Linked DNA regions of Podarcis muralis: region 2 is linked to region 1. The links are chromatin contacts, called in public Hi-C maps. All regions are on one chromosome and are shown on one strand. The core of a region is the stretch at or near the end of the contact, and the rest is flanking DNA. Distances in the headings are between cores, read along the strand shown.

Region 1 (7,140 bases), core at 4,594-7,093:
CAGCTATGGTTTTAAGTACTGTACATGACAAAGAATCCTTGCAACTGTAGTTGCTAAGTGAGGTATAAACTACAGTTGCTAGAATTCTTTGGAGGAAGTCATGTGCTTTAAATGTATGCTGTGTATAGAGCTGGGGTAGGAGCCTGGGGTCTCAGCACTGCATTTTGCAGTGTGCTCAGTGTTTCAAAAGGGAAAGAAGGGGGCAGGATAGCTAAGCCCATAGGACCTGGGTGACCACCTAAACATACCCCTATCCAGGCAGCCTTATTGATGCATAGCAAATTGCTCAAAACAGAGTTTCTTCTGCAAAATTTGTTCTAGGCAACCTGGGAGTCTGCCTTGTTAAACTTAACAGGGACTGAATTCTGAGTAGAAACATATAGGTGCATCTGTCTCACTCATTATTAGGTATATAGGAAGTTGCCTTATACTGAGCCAGACCATTGGTTCATCTAGCTAAATATTGTCTACAGTGAACTGGCTTCAGATCTCTTCTAGCATTTCAGACTGGGGTCTCTCCTAGCCCTAAATGGAGATGTTGAGGATCGAACCTGAGAATTTAAAAATGCAAAGCAGGTGCTCCCCTACCCCAAGGAAATTTCAGGATAAATTTTAAAATGTTCTAAAATGTCTACTGAGGCATCTGATGGCTAAAAGATACCTTAACATTAGTAACAGTGGGGCACATGATCACTTTCAAATGTTTGTAAAAAGTAAAGGTACCCCTGCCCGTACGGGCCAGTCGTGTCCGACTCTAGGGTTGTGCGCTCATCTCACTCTATAGGCTGGGAGCCAGTGCTGTCCACAGACACTTCCGGGTCACGTGGCCAGCGTGACAAGCTGCATCTGGCGAGCCAGCACAGCACACGGAACGCCGTTTACCTTCCCGCCAGTAAGCGGTCCCTATTTATCCACTTGCACCCGGGGGTGCTTTCAAACTACTAGGTTGGCAGGCGCTGGGACTGAACGACGGGAGCGCACCCTGCCACGGGGATTCGAGCCGCTGACCATGCGATCGGCAAGTCCTAGGTGCTGAGGATTTACCCATAGCGCCACCCGTGTCCCATTTCAAATGTTTGTAATGTTCTTTAAATTGCATTATTTTAACATTTTGATGTTTGCCACCCTGGACTCCTTTGGAAGGAAGAGTAGAATAGAAATTTTAATAATAATAGTAATAATAATAATGATAGGGTTGCACTTTTAGTCCTGGTTAAAAGGGATGTTACTATGGAAAGACCTATTGGCGAAGATTACAGTGGTATCTTGGGTTACATATGCTTCAGGTTAAATACGCTTCAGGTTACACACTCTGCTAACCCAGAAATAGTGCTTCAGGTTAAGAACTTTGCTTCAGGATAAGAACAGAAATCGGACTCCAGCAGCACGGTGGCAGCAGGAGGCTCCATTAGCTAAAGTGGTGCTTCAGGTTAAGAACAGTTTCAGGTTAAGAACGGACCTCCGGAACGAATTAAGTACTTAACCTGAGGTACCACTGTATCTGCAATCTGACAAGTCTGGTCCATTAATTAGAACAGCTAACAATAGCAGATAATGCTATTTTGAATTAACATATGCAGAACGTATGTGAGTTATGTTTCTGAGTGTCAAACTAGATGTTCCATGATGAGAGGAAAGAGATCTAATACTTTCGCCTATGCCGTTATCCCAGATCCAAAGCACACACACATATATCAAAGCTGCTGTTATCTGTGGAGAGAAAACATATATACAGGCACCTGTACTGTGCCTGTCCTCTTGGCTGGGAAGGATATGAATTCAATCAATCCCCTTTCCCCACTATGCTGTGGCCCTGATCTAAACTGAGCTCCTTGTATCTACTTTTAGAAGATGAAATTTGCCTCAGGAGATCCAGCCACAGCACAGCATCCCTCACTGTGAACTCACAAGGACTGCAGAGGCATCCAGAGACAAGGCTCCTTCTTCCAAGTCAGACAACAATGCAGAAAATTATCAAGGCTGGAAAATTTGCACAATAAAGCAGGCTAGTCTCACAGGGGGCTTTCTGATTGTCACCTCATCAAATCCCTCAGTATGCAAAGCGGAAGGCAACAAAAAGATCATTTTTTGGTCAAGTCATTAGGCTTCAGGAAAAGGAAAGGAAGTTGAATTTCATCAATAATATACAATGCTGAAATGAAGCCCTTTCAGAAGACTGGATGTGTCCTTCAATCAAACAGCTTCAATGTCATTTTCATATCTTGCTGTGATTTCGAGTGATGTGTGCAAACCCATGCTGCCTGGCCCTGAAAAACATTCAGGCTTTTAAAGCTGGACCCAGTTTATTAATTTAAGCTGTTTATATACTGCTTAGTCACCAGTGTTTATAAGCGGTGCACATAAAGATTACAAAAAAAGCATAGAGTGGATAAAATCAATTAAAAGGAATCATACAAACAGTTCAAAATAAGGCTACATAACAGTTAGGATGCAATCCTACCCAACTGTTATGTACTGAGTTGAATATGATCCAAATTGCTGCTGTCTGATTGGTCCTAGAACAATAGGATTCAGAATGCAGCAGTCTGATTGGTCCTAGAACAATAGGATCCAGAATGCAGTAGTATGATTGGTCCACAGGAGCCACCCAATCCAACTCCAGGTGGAAGTGAAGTCGCAACCTGATTGGCCTACAGGAGAATCCCGGAATTAGCCAATCATGTGGCGCCCACTGTGTAAATAATGTATATAAAGCAGACATTTTGGGGGAACTTCCATTCCTCACTACTATGAGCTGAATAAAGAGCATGAAATCCATACTCAACTCTGAGTATATTTCAGCAACCCACCCCGCACACTGGAGAGTGACACAGCCATGGCTTCATCTTCGCAGGGGGGGGGTAGCAGAATGACTAAGCCCAAGTTGGACCAAATTGGTGTATAAATGGGTGCTGATGCCACCACATGACAGCACTGAGACCAGCTTAGAGTCAAGCAGATCCTCTTGGCTAATTAAGCTGAGATGTGATTGTCTGAACACAACTTCATTGTGTGTTTATAAATTGGGTCTGCCAGTGCTTGAGAATCCCAGTCTGATGAAAGAAAAGTACTCTATTGAATTATTACTTTACTATGTATTAAATTTCTATACCGCCCTTCATCCAAGGATCACAGAGCTGTTATAACATAAAAAGCACAAAAATATGTAACATAGTAACAAACATACACCCATTTAAAAGGCCAGATTGCTTAATGGCCCAAAAGTCTGGGAGAAAAATGCTGATGCTGAAAGATATATAACGAAGGTGCCAGGTGAATCTCCACAAAGGGGCAGCCACTGCAGAAAAGGCATGATCTCATGTTGCCACCCTCTGGACCTCTCATGGAGGAGTTTAATTGATTTTGTTGTTTTCCTGTAAACTGCTTTGAGGTTTTGTTTTTGTTTTTGTTTTTCTGGTTCATATGCGGAGAGGTGGTCCTTGAGGTATTACGGTCCTGAGCCGTTTAAGGCTTTATAGGTCAAAACCAGCACTTTAAATTGGGCCTGGAAACTAATTGGCAGCCAGTGCTGTCGGGCCAGTGCAGTTACTGTGGCAATCCAGATGTTGCTGGAGTAGAATTCTCATTTTCCCTGACGGTTGCCCATGCTGGCTGTGGCTGATGGGATTTGGAATCCAACAGGTTTCCCATCTCTATACGCTCATTTTTTTATTATTATATCACGTATCATAGAGCTGATCCCTAAGAAGAGATTCTAGGGCTAAGTGCTGCTATAAATTAAGCCTTGCAATACAACAGATACAACCAGTTAACAGTGAATTTGGGGGCATCTTAAAGACTCAACAGATTTATTGTGGCATAAGCTTTCATGGACCAGAGTCCACCACATCAGATGCATTCAGTTGGCAGATATATAAATACATAAATTATGAACAGGTGGAGCCAAATGGAAACGACGACTTCTGTGCCTTCCAATTTGCATGAGTAATGACTGCACCTCTCACATTTTATTACCTTTTTGGCTCTGTTTTACAACTCCCCATGCAAGCATATACTGTATCTGCCACTTCATGAATATGATTTGACACTAGCTCACAAAAACTTCTGATGCCACTGTCAAACTATTAAAGGTACAGTGGTGCCTCGCAAGACAAAATTAATTCGTTCCGCGAGTTTTGTCGTCTTGCGATTTTTTTCGTCTTGCGAAGCATGGTGTCGGGAAAGTTTTGGAAAAGCTTCAAAAATCGCCAGTCTTTAAAAACCTCAAAAAAGGCTACCACACCGCGTTCTATAAGTTGCTCCTCGAAGTCAAGTTGCAACTGTATTAACGGTGTTAAGAAAAAGGAAACAAACTTGCAAGACGTTTCCGTCTTGCGAAGCAAGCCCATAGGGAAAATCGTCTTGCGAAGCAGCTCAAAAAACAAAAAACCTTTTCGTCTAGTGAGTTTTTTGTCTTGCGAGGCATTCGTCTTGCAAGGTATCACTGTACTATGGACTATTGTTTCTGCAGCAACAACTAATAGTGCAATATTACACCGAAGGCAGCAATTCAATGCGCACCATCCTGAATATAGTGGGATTTCCAATTAATTAAACTTATAATGAAATGTGCTGGATAGGCTGCTATCCTGCCCAAGCCTACTTCCGAGGAAGCCTTGCTGAACTCACTGCTAACGCATGTCAGTACTTAGAATAAACAATCTTGTTTCTCAGTAAATTTGCAGAGGATTCTTGTGCCGATGCAATCCTATGTACATTCACCTGGGAGCAAATTCCTCTGAGCACAGTGGAACTTGCCTCTCAAGGAGCATGCACAGAATTTCGTGCCAGAGATGCAATCCGGTGCACGTTGATCTGGAAGCAGGGCTCACTGCATACACCGACAGTTACCCCCAGGAAAATATGTTGTTGTTTGTTGTTGTTTAATTGTTTAGTCATGTCCGACTCTTCGTGACCCCATGGACCAGAGCACGCCAGGCACTCCTGTCTTCCACTGCCTCCTGCAGTTTGGTGAAGCTCATGTTGGTAGCTTGGAGAACACTGTCCAACCATCTCGTCCTCTGTCGTCACCTCCTACTTGTGCCCTCAATCTTTCCCAACATCAGGGTCTTTTCGAGGGAGTCTTCTCTTCTCATGAGGTGGCCAAAGTACTGGAGCCTCAGCTTCACGATCTGTCCTTCCAGTGAGCACTCAGGGCTGATTTCCTTCAGAATGGATAGGTTTGATCTTCTTGCAGTCCATGGGACTCTCAAGAGTCTCCTCCAGCACCATAATTCAAAAGCATCCATTCTTCGGTGATCAGCCTTCTTTATGGCCCAGCTCTCACTTCCATACATCACTAAAGGGAAAACTTTACGGACATTTGTTGGCAAGGTGATGTCTCTGCTTTTTAAGATGCTGTCTAGGTTTTGTCATCGCCTTTCTCCCAAGAAGCAGGCATCTTTTATATCATACGGATAATCGTGCTTTTGACCTGGAGAGGAGCCTTATAAAAAAATGCCTGGCAAGGCGCAGCTGAAGCCAAGGGCCGCCCGCATAATCTGTGGGGGCACCAGAAAAATAATGCACGAGCGGGGCGCAAAAGGGGCAATGTGTATTTCTGCATATTAACGGGTGCGGAAGCAGCTCCATGGGGCCCCCTATATCCGCCCTTGGACGTACAGTACATTCACTACAAAGGCGTCGTCCGCGGTTGCGGCCTGCCCCAAAGCAGCGACATCTCCGAGCCGCATCCCGTTGCCATGACGCCCAGCCTCCATTTTTTTTCAGGCCGCGCGCGTCTTGCTGGGCGGGGCGAGGAGGGGAACGCGACGCACGCGCAGAACCCGCCTAGGAAAGGGGAAGCCGAGGGCAGGTCGCGTCGCAGGCTGTCACTTGCGGGGCGGGTGCGCGCATTTCTTTCCCGCGCCTGCGCGGAGCAGGGGAAAAGAAGGCAGGGCCTTGTCCTTTGCGCGTGCGTCTTCGTGAAGGCGGCGGAAGCGGCGCTAGTCAGATTCGGCTGACCCTGACACAGATCCCGTGTTGTTTATCGTGTGTTTTCCCTTCTTTCGTTTTCTGTCCGGGTTTCAGGCTCGGCCATGTCGTACGGCCCGTTAGAGACGTACCGGCCCGGGGGGCTTCCGCCCCGGGACTTCAGCGCCATTATCCAGACCTGCAGCACCAATGTACAGCGCCTGGCACAATGCAGTGAGTGAAAACCGCTTCCTCCCCTTCCCCACACGACCCGCTGTGTCTTAAGTCTTGTCCCCTCAGGCCTCCTGAATTCTGTCCCCCGGCCGCCTAAACAATCTCTGTTACCGCCCCCCTGTCATGGGTTCCACCTCTCAACGCCGCCTTATCCTCCTCAGATTCGTCTTTTTTTCCCTTTTAAGATCCCGCCTTTCCGTTTACAATACGTTCAAGGCGGCTCACAGCTCCCTAAGGCAATTTTTCGACCTTCTGTAAACTTGATTCCTTTAGCTGCAGTGGCAGGCAGTTCCAAGGGCCCCCTTTTAGCGAACTTTAATCCGCAGGGACTGCCCGCTCTCTGCCCCGATGGTCTATTAAAGACAGTATTTAAAACCGATAGAAAGCCATTATAATCACTCACCCCCATGGCTTTCTCTTTTTTTTTTAAAGGCCCACTTTTCCCCCAATAGGTCCGTCCCCCCCCCCCTTATCTACACCCCCACACACACCCCTTTCCTTCGTGTTTCTGTCCTAAGGGTTCTTTTATTTATTTGGTTTGGTCTGCATCATAAAGTATTGCTTTCAAAAAACACAGTAGACCAACATAAACAAGAGGAAGCAAGATCTGTATTTATAAAAAAAGAAGAAGTTAAAGCCACAGGCAGTCTCATTATTCATATTCAGTATGAGTGGGAGAATTATTGCAAAGGGATGAGTCAATCTCTGCTCATTGCTACCTTGCCCATGCTTCACCTAATAGGTTCCTAACAATTCTAAATATCACTGAGGCCGCTTCACGTGTTCTTTGTTGACTAAAAGGCGATCACTTCATTGTAGTCAAGAGGTGTGACCTGCATATAGAATATAATGGCCCTGTGGTTATGTATTTCATTGTGTGTCTTAATTCTGCCAAACCATTGACATCTCTTCTGGTTTCCCTATGTGTACATGTAGCAAAATACACTTGCATGTGATCACTGCGTAACAGTCTCTATATATTGTTTCCAGCTA
Region 2 (6,782 bases), core at 3,452-5,951, 140 kb after region 1:
ACCAGCAAGAGCAAAATGTTCCAAATGTGTGCAGGGCTTCGATATGTTGTTGGGGTTTTTTTTGTAAGTATTTTTTATTCGTTTTCATAGATGCGTAAGTAGACAATTAAACATAACAGTTTCACATGCTGACCACTGAAGGCCGCCAAGATTCTGGCACATCCTGCCTGTATAGATCTCTAGCAAGATCTTTTATATTTGTTTTCCAAAACATGTTTAGTGCTTTGCATTAGCCTATTCCTCTGACAAGAACGCTGTTCAAAGCAAGAAGCAGCCATGCCATTTGGCAGTAAGCAACCAGGTCTAGTGCTTTATGCTTTAGCAACCATGTTACCATAGTAACAGGCTCAAAACAATGCAGATAAAAATTATTTTGAAAAAAATCAAGAAAATCAGAATTTTACTGAAATCTAATTAAGTTTTCTTTTAAAATCATAGTCTCTTTTAAAAAACTGATATAAACTAAGATCTGAGTACAAGGCAAGTGTACGCTCATAATCTCATGGCTGTCCATCAGTATGTCTCACTGTTTAACAGTGAGTTAAAGCCTATTTTACTGTGGCCTGGAGAGAATCCTAGAGCCTCATTTGGCCCCATGCTCCCCCACCCCTGGCAAGCTCTTGCCCTACTCCCAAACTTGGAACTGGGGCAAAGAACCCTCTTAGCAATTGCTCTTCAGATATTATCTGAAGTTTGGACTGGCTTCAGAAACAAGGCCCTGCCACTCTGCCAAGTTGCTTGAGGAAGGGAACGATCCTGACTAAACATCAGGAATAACTTTCTGACAGGAAGAGCTGTTTTGACAGTGGAATGGACCCTTGGGAGGTGGTGGATTCTCCTTCCTTGGAGGCTCTGAAGCAGAGGTTGGACGACCATCTGTCATGGATGCTTTAGCTGAGATTCCTGCATTGCAGGGGGTTAGACTAGATGACCCTTGGGGTCCCTTCCAACTCCACAATTCTATGATGGGGTGGTTGTGTTTAACATTGTGACCATTTGTGTGAATGCTCCACTACACCATAAGCATTGTCAGGTGTACCTTACAATCTCCTAGCTAACCCAGATTTCAAAGGAATCCAGGTCTGTCTATATAGCATGCAAGATCATGTACACAAATGGCCACCATTACTCAGTTATTTTACCTGAGTCTTCATAGTTAGCTTCTGGGTCTTTCTTTCTGCTGCTGCAGGAACTATTTTCTTTTTGCTGTTGTTTTTATTAGACCCTCAAGATCCACCAACTGAAACCAGGTGTAAAAATATAGCCGAGGGGAGAAATATTCCTAGAATTAAGAAACAGGGTACCTCTGGTTACATGCTCAGGACAGGAATTTGTTTTCAATCCCAGAACTGAGCTGTTCTTTCCCACAAAAACTACAAGTATACCTCAGAGAATATATTGTTGGTTCAGTTCTAGATCACTACAGTAAAGCAGATTTTTGCAGTAAAGTGAGTCACTACTTTTTTGGTTCCCCCGTGCATATAAAAGTTATATTTTACCTATGGGACCGCCTCTCCTGGTATGTCCCATGGAGGACCTTAAGGTCTTCAAATAAAAACATCTTGGAGATCCTGGGCCACAGGGAGGTTAGGCTGGCCTCGACTAGAGCCAGGGCTTTTTTGGCTGTGGCCCCGATCTGGTGGAATGCTCTGTCACAAGAGACTAGGGCCCTGCAGGACTTGACATCTTTCCACGGGGCCTGCAAGATGGAGCTGTTCCACCAAGCCTTCGGCCAAGGCACAGTCTGACCCCTTCTGTAATCCTCATAGAACTCTAACTCAATGGTTGCCATTAATTTGATTCTGAATTGATTTAAGAATATATTTTAATTAATTGACTGTGTGATTTTATGTACACTGTGCTATTTTTACTTGTTGTTAGCCGCTCTGAGCCCGGCTTTGGTCAGGGAGGGCAGGATACAAATAAAAAATTATTATTATTATTATTATTATTATTATTATTATTATTATTATTATTATTCTGCAGTCAATTAAACCAGACAAACTCTGGGTGCAGGAGTTGGAGGGGTAAAACCCTAGCCAGTTCCACTCCCATGGCCAAAAGAGGGGCAGCAAGGGGCTTCTTTCCCCCATGTGGCTGGGCTGCTTGCAATTGCACCCACAGTCTCATAAGGAGCAATATATGTGAAGATGTAAGAACGATGTATGCTTGTACCCCCAATCTTTATCTCTTCACTCCACTTTTATTCCTCTCAACAATCTAATTTAAAAGAAAGATGCCTTTTATTTTATCTTCTGCAAATAACTTTGAAATCCAGGAATAGGCATCAAACCACATTCCCCACTCCTATTACAAGCACGTACTTCAGATCTCAGAACAGTCTTACAGGTTAATGCTTGAAGATTACATTACCCAAGCTGAACTTACAAGAATTGCCTGTTCCTGTAACATTTTAGCAGTTGAATGAATAAAATAAATAATACTAGAGTGACAGTGGTATGTCACAACTGTTAGAATGCCTCTGCTGGCAGAGCAAGTCCATGATGGAGCTCCAATACCTTTTGTAGCCATTAGGGTTTAAAATTAATTATTTTTCTGGTTCAGGTCTGACATATGTACCTTTTTCTTCAAATAGCAATAGGAAGTTGGTTCAGCGACATGTATCATCCCATTTTGTATCCCTTCCTAGGGATGTCTTAAAAATGTTTTGATATGCCAGGTATTTTTGAAGTGTTATTCCTGGTATTATTCCCATTGCAGTTCTGGATCCAGTATAGTTGATTTAAAAGATCGTCATGTGGTGAAATACCAGTACCATACAGCATTTTGCCACAACTGTTCTACCACTGCCCATTTGTGCCCAGGTTCAGGAATCTTTTCAACAAATTGAGATTCCCAGAGTCCACACAAGGGCAATCAAAAACACACACTTGGGAGTTGAAATTAACTTGGGGTACATAAATGGCAAAACAGATGCACAACTCCATCAACTGTGACCAACACATGCACATTTAAATGGCCACAGGTTTCCCTATCTCAAATACAGAAGCATGGACCATTCCTGTTTTGATTCCATTCACGTTTTCCAGCTTCACTTACTACTTCCAACCACCCCTCTCCCCTTTCAAATCAGCAGTGAACAAATAAGTGGTACCTCGGGTTACAAACGCTTCAGGTTACAGACTCCACTAACCCAGAAATAGTACCTCGGATTAAGAACTTTGCTTCAGGATAAGAACAGAAATCACATGGCGGCAGTGGGAGGCCCCATTAGTTAAAGTGGTGCTTCAGGTTAAGAACAGTTTCAGGTTAAGAACGGACCTCCAAAACGAATTAAGTTCTTAACCCGAGGTACCACTGTAAAGCTACAGACCACCAGAGAAAAGGCCCAACAACTACAACAGCATGACCTCTGAGCTGACATTTTACTTGTCATGAGTCCTATATTATTAGACTCATATCTTCTTTTAAGATAAAGGTAAAGGGACCCCTGACCATTAGGTCCAGTCGTGGCCGACTCTGGGGTTGCCGTGCTCATCTCGCTTTACTGGCCAAGGGAGCCGGCGTACAGCTTCCGGGTCATGTGGCCAGCATGACTAAGCCGCTTCTGGCGAACCAGAGCAGCGCACAGAAACATCGTTTACCTTCCCACCGGAGTGGTACCTATTTATCTACTTGCACTTTGACGTGCTTTCGAACTGCTAGGTTGGCAGGAGCAGGGACCGAGCAACGGGAGCTCACCCCGTCACAGGGATTCGAACCACTGACCTTCTGATCGGCAAGTCCTAGGCTCTGTGGTTTAACCCACAGCGATTTTCCTCAGGGACCCAACTACCCCTAAATAAGAGGTCCTTCAAGATCAGTCCAAAATTCTTATCTAGCCTAGAATCCAGACTGGCCAACCAGATATTGCCAGGGGTGGGTGGGTTGCACAAGCAGGACCTGAAAATAACAGCCCTTCCTCCACCTGGGTGCATCGCCACAGTCACATGGTATTCAGATACACTGCCCCTGAACATGGTGGCTCGATTTAAGCCACCAAAAATCACAATGCAAAGCAATGCCGTTGCTGTGTCCTCCCCCTCCTTTCAGAGGACCACACACCTTCTTCACCTTTGTGACTCTCGTCTGACCTCCAAAAAACCCCTATCAACCGTGTGACATTCGAAGTATGCTTTAGCTGCAGGAGTGAGAAACCTGCGGCCTTCATCAGCCTCCAATTCCCGCAAGCCCGCCCAACGGTCACGGCTGCTGAGGAGCTGTAGCGCGACACCATCTGCAGGGCCACAGCTTCTCTGCCCATGTTTTAAAGCCGTCACACGCATGATGTGGCAGTGAGTTCCACAGGTCCGCCACGCCGTTCCTGGGAGCGAGCAGCTCTCCCTCCCACCGCTCTCCTTCCCTCCCTCCCTCCTTGCGCTGACTGACAAGGTAACCGGCGAGCGAGGGGGGAGGAGCCACGCCAACAGCTGCCCGGGCCACGCCCACCGACCGCGAGCCGATCGCGCGAGAGGAAAGCGGAGCGGGTGAGGTGGGGGGGGAGGGCGGAGGAAAGGAGGCGGAGTAAGAGCTCTTTCCCCTCTCACCGTGACGAGTCGTTTGCGCGGCCGACCTCAGCACTGGGCGACATGGCAGCGGCGACGGACCGGACTCTCAGGGAAGAAAGGAAGAAAAAAGGAAAGGGAGGGAAGGAAGGAACCGAGACCCGCTTCGGCAAACCTCGGCTAGGCTTCACACCCGGAAGCGGAAGTTCTGTGCCGGAAGTGACGAGAGGGGAAAGCGGGGATTTGGTTGGCCGAATCTTTGCTATGGGCTTCTCTGAGGCGAGTCCTTCTCTCTTCCCCCACCCCCACATGGCGCTTCGTTTCTGTCTTTCAAAGTGACCGTTGGTAGCCGGGGGCGGGGGAAGAGAGGAGCATGAGGCTTGGGCTGCGTGACTGTCAAGCAACGGCCCGCTTGGCCTCGCCTGCCTTCGCTCCCCGCTGAAGAGGCCGGTTAATTACAGCGTATGCGCCGCTTTTTTGCGGACCCGACCTTCGCCAAAGGTTAGCAAAGGGCGGCGGGGAACCAGCGGCCGTTCGCTTGCAGATGTGGCGGCGTTACTCGTCTCCGCCCCTAGGTGTCGCCCGCCGCAGCGGCTGCCTGCACGCCGTGCGATTCCCTCAAGGGAATCCTGGGAACTGTAGTTCAAGAGTGGTGGGAGGTAGAACTCTCGAGTGTGAACTGCAGTTCCCAGGATTCCTTGTGTGAAGTCGTGAGCTTTAGATAGTTGGTGTGCACGCAGCCGATTGTACTAAGCATAAATGCATGCATGCAATTTTTATTACGTTGTGCACTGCCCTGGTTTGCTTTAGGACATAGGGCAGTATATAAGAACTCTTATTTTTATTATTAGTCAGCCTACACAAGCCATTCTGAAACCCTTGGCAGGTTGGATTTTACTGGGAAAACCATAGCTTTTACTATACGGACCTTTGTTGGCAAGGTGATGTCTCAGCTTTTTAAGACGCTGTCTAGGTTTGCCATCGCCTTCCTCCCAAGAAGCAGGCGTCTTTTAATTTCGTGGCTGCTGTCACCATCTGCAGTGATCATGGAGCCCAAGAAAGTAAAATCTCTCACTGCCTCCATTTCTTCCCCTTCTATTTGCCAGGAGGTGATGGGACCAGTGGCCATGATCTTCGTTTTTTTGATGTTCTTTAATTCCTCCTCACTTTCTGCCATCAAGGTTGTGTCATCTGCATATCTGAGGTTGTTGATATTTCTTCCGGCAATCTTAATTCCGGCTAGGGATTCATCCAGCCCAGCCTTTCGCATGATGAATTCTGCATATAAGTTAAATAAGCAGGGAGACAATATACAGCCTTGCCGTACTCCTTTCCCAATGTTGAACCAATCAGTTGTTCCATATCCAGTTCTAACTGTAGCTTCTTGTCCCACATAGAGATATCTCAGGAGACAGATGAGGTGATCAGGCACTCCCATTTCTTTAAGAACTTGCCATAGTTTGCTGTGGTCGACACAGTCAAAGGCTTTTGCATAGTCAATGAAGCAGAAGTAGATGTCTTTCTGAAACTCTCTAGCTTTCTCCATAATCCAGCGCATGTTTGCAATTTGGTCTCTGGTTCCTCTGCCCTTTCGAAATCCAGCTTGCACTTCTGGGAGTTCTCGCTCCATATACTGCTTAAGCCTGCTTGTAGAATTTTAAGCATAACCTTGCTAGCGTGTGAAATGAGTGCAATTGTGCAGTAGTTGGAGCATTCTTTGGCACTGCCCTTCTTTGGGATTGGGATGTAGACTGATCTTCTCCAATCCTCTGGCCACTGCTGAGTTTTCCAAACTTGCTGGCATATTGAGTGTAGCACCTTAACAGCATCATCTTTTAAAATTTTAAATAGTTCAGCTGGAATACCATCACTTCCACTGGCCTTGTTATTTGCAGTGCTTTCTAAGGCCCGTTTGACTTCACTCTCCAGGATGTCTGGCTCAAGGTCAGCAACCACACTACCTGGGGTATACAAGCCATCCATATCTTTCTGGTATAATTCCTCTGTGTATTCTTGCCACCTCTTCTTAATGTCTTCTGCTTCTGTTAGGTCCTTACCATTTCTGTCCTTTATTATGGTAATCTTTGTACGAAATGTTCCTTTCATATCTCCAATTTTCTTGAACAGATCTCTGGTTCTTCCCATTCTGTTGTTTTCCTCTATTTCTTTGCATTGCTCGTTTAAGAAGGCCTTCTTGTCTCTCCTTGCTATTTTTTGGAAATCTGCATTCAATTTCCTGTATCTTTCACTATCTCCCTCGCATTTTGCTTGCCTTCT

What was found. Hi-C and Micro-C count contacts between places; a contact is called where the count stands out from the background.
Region 2: a contact with region 1 is called in a Hi-C map of tail, with 3 times the contacts expected there. The contact joins the promoter of EYA3 here to the promoter of STX12 in region 1. A contact is called at or near these places in 2 of 3 Hi-C or Micro-C datasets (blood and tail).

The regions. Positions count from the first base shown.
Region 1 is chr7:71,546,743-71,553,882 of rPodMur119.hap1.1, forward strand. It overlaps STX12 (syntaxin 12), which reads left to right and starts at 5,844. Exons shown (of 9, transcript XM_028742754.2): 1 at 5,844-6,147. The coding sequence starts at 6,039.
Region 2 is chr7:71,692,738-71,699,519 of rPodMur119.hap1.1, forward strand. EYA3 (EYA transcriptional coactivator and phosphatase 3) reads right to left here and starts at 4,702. Exons shown (of 18, transcript XM_028742737.2): 1 at 4,548-4,702. It overlaps LOC144328458 (a long non-coding RNA gene), which reads left to right and starts at 4,867. Exons shown (of 2, transcript XR_013393731.1): 1 at 4,867-5,006.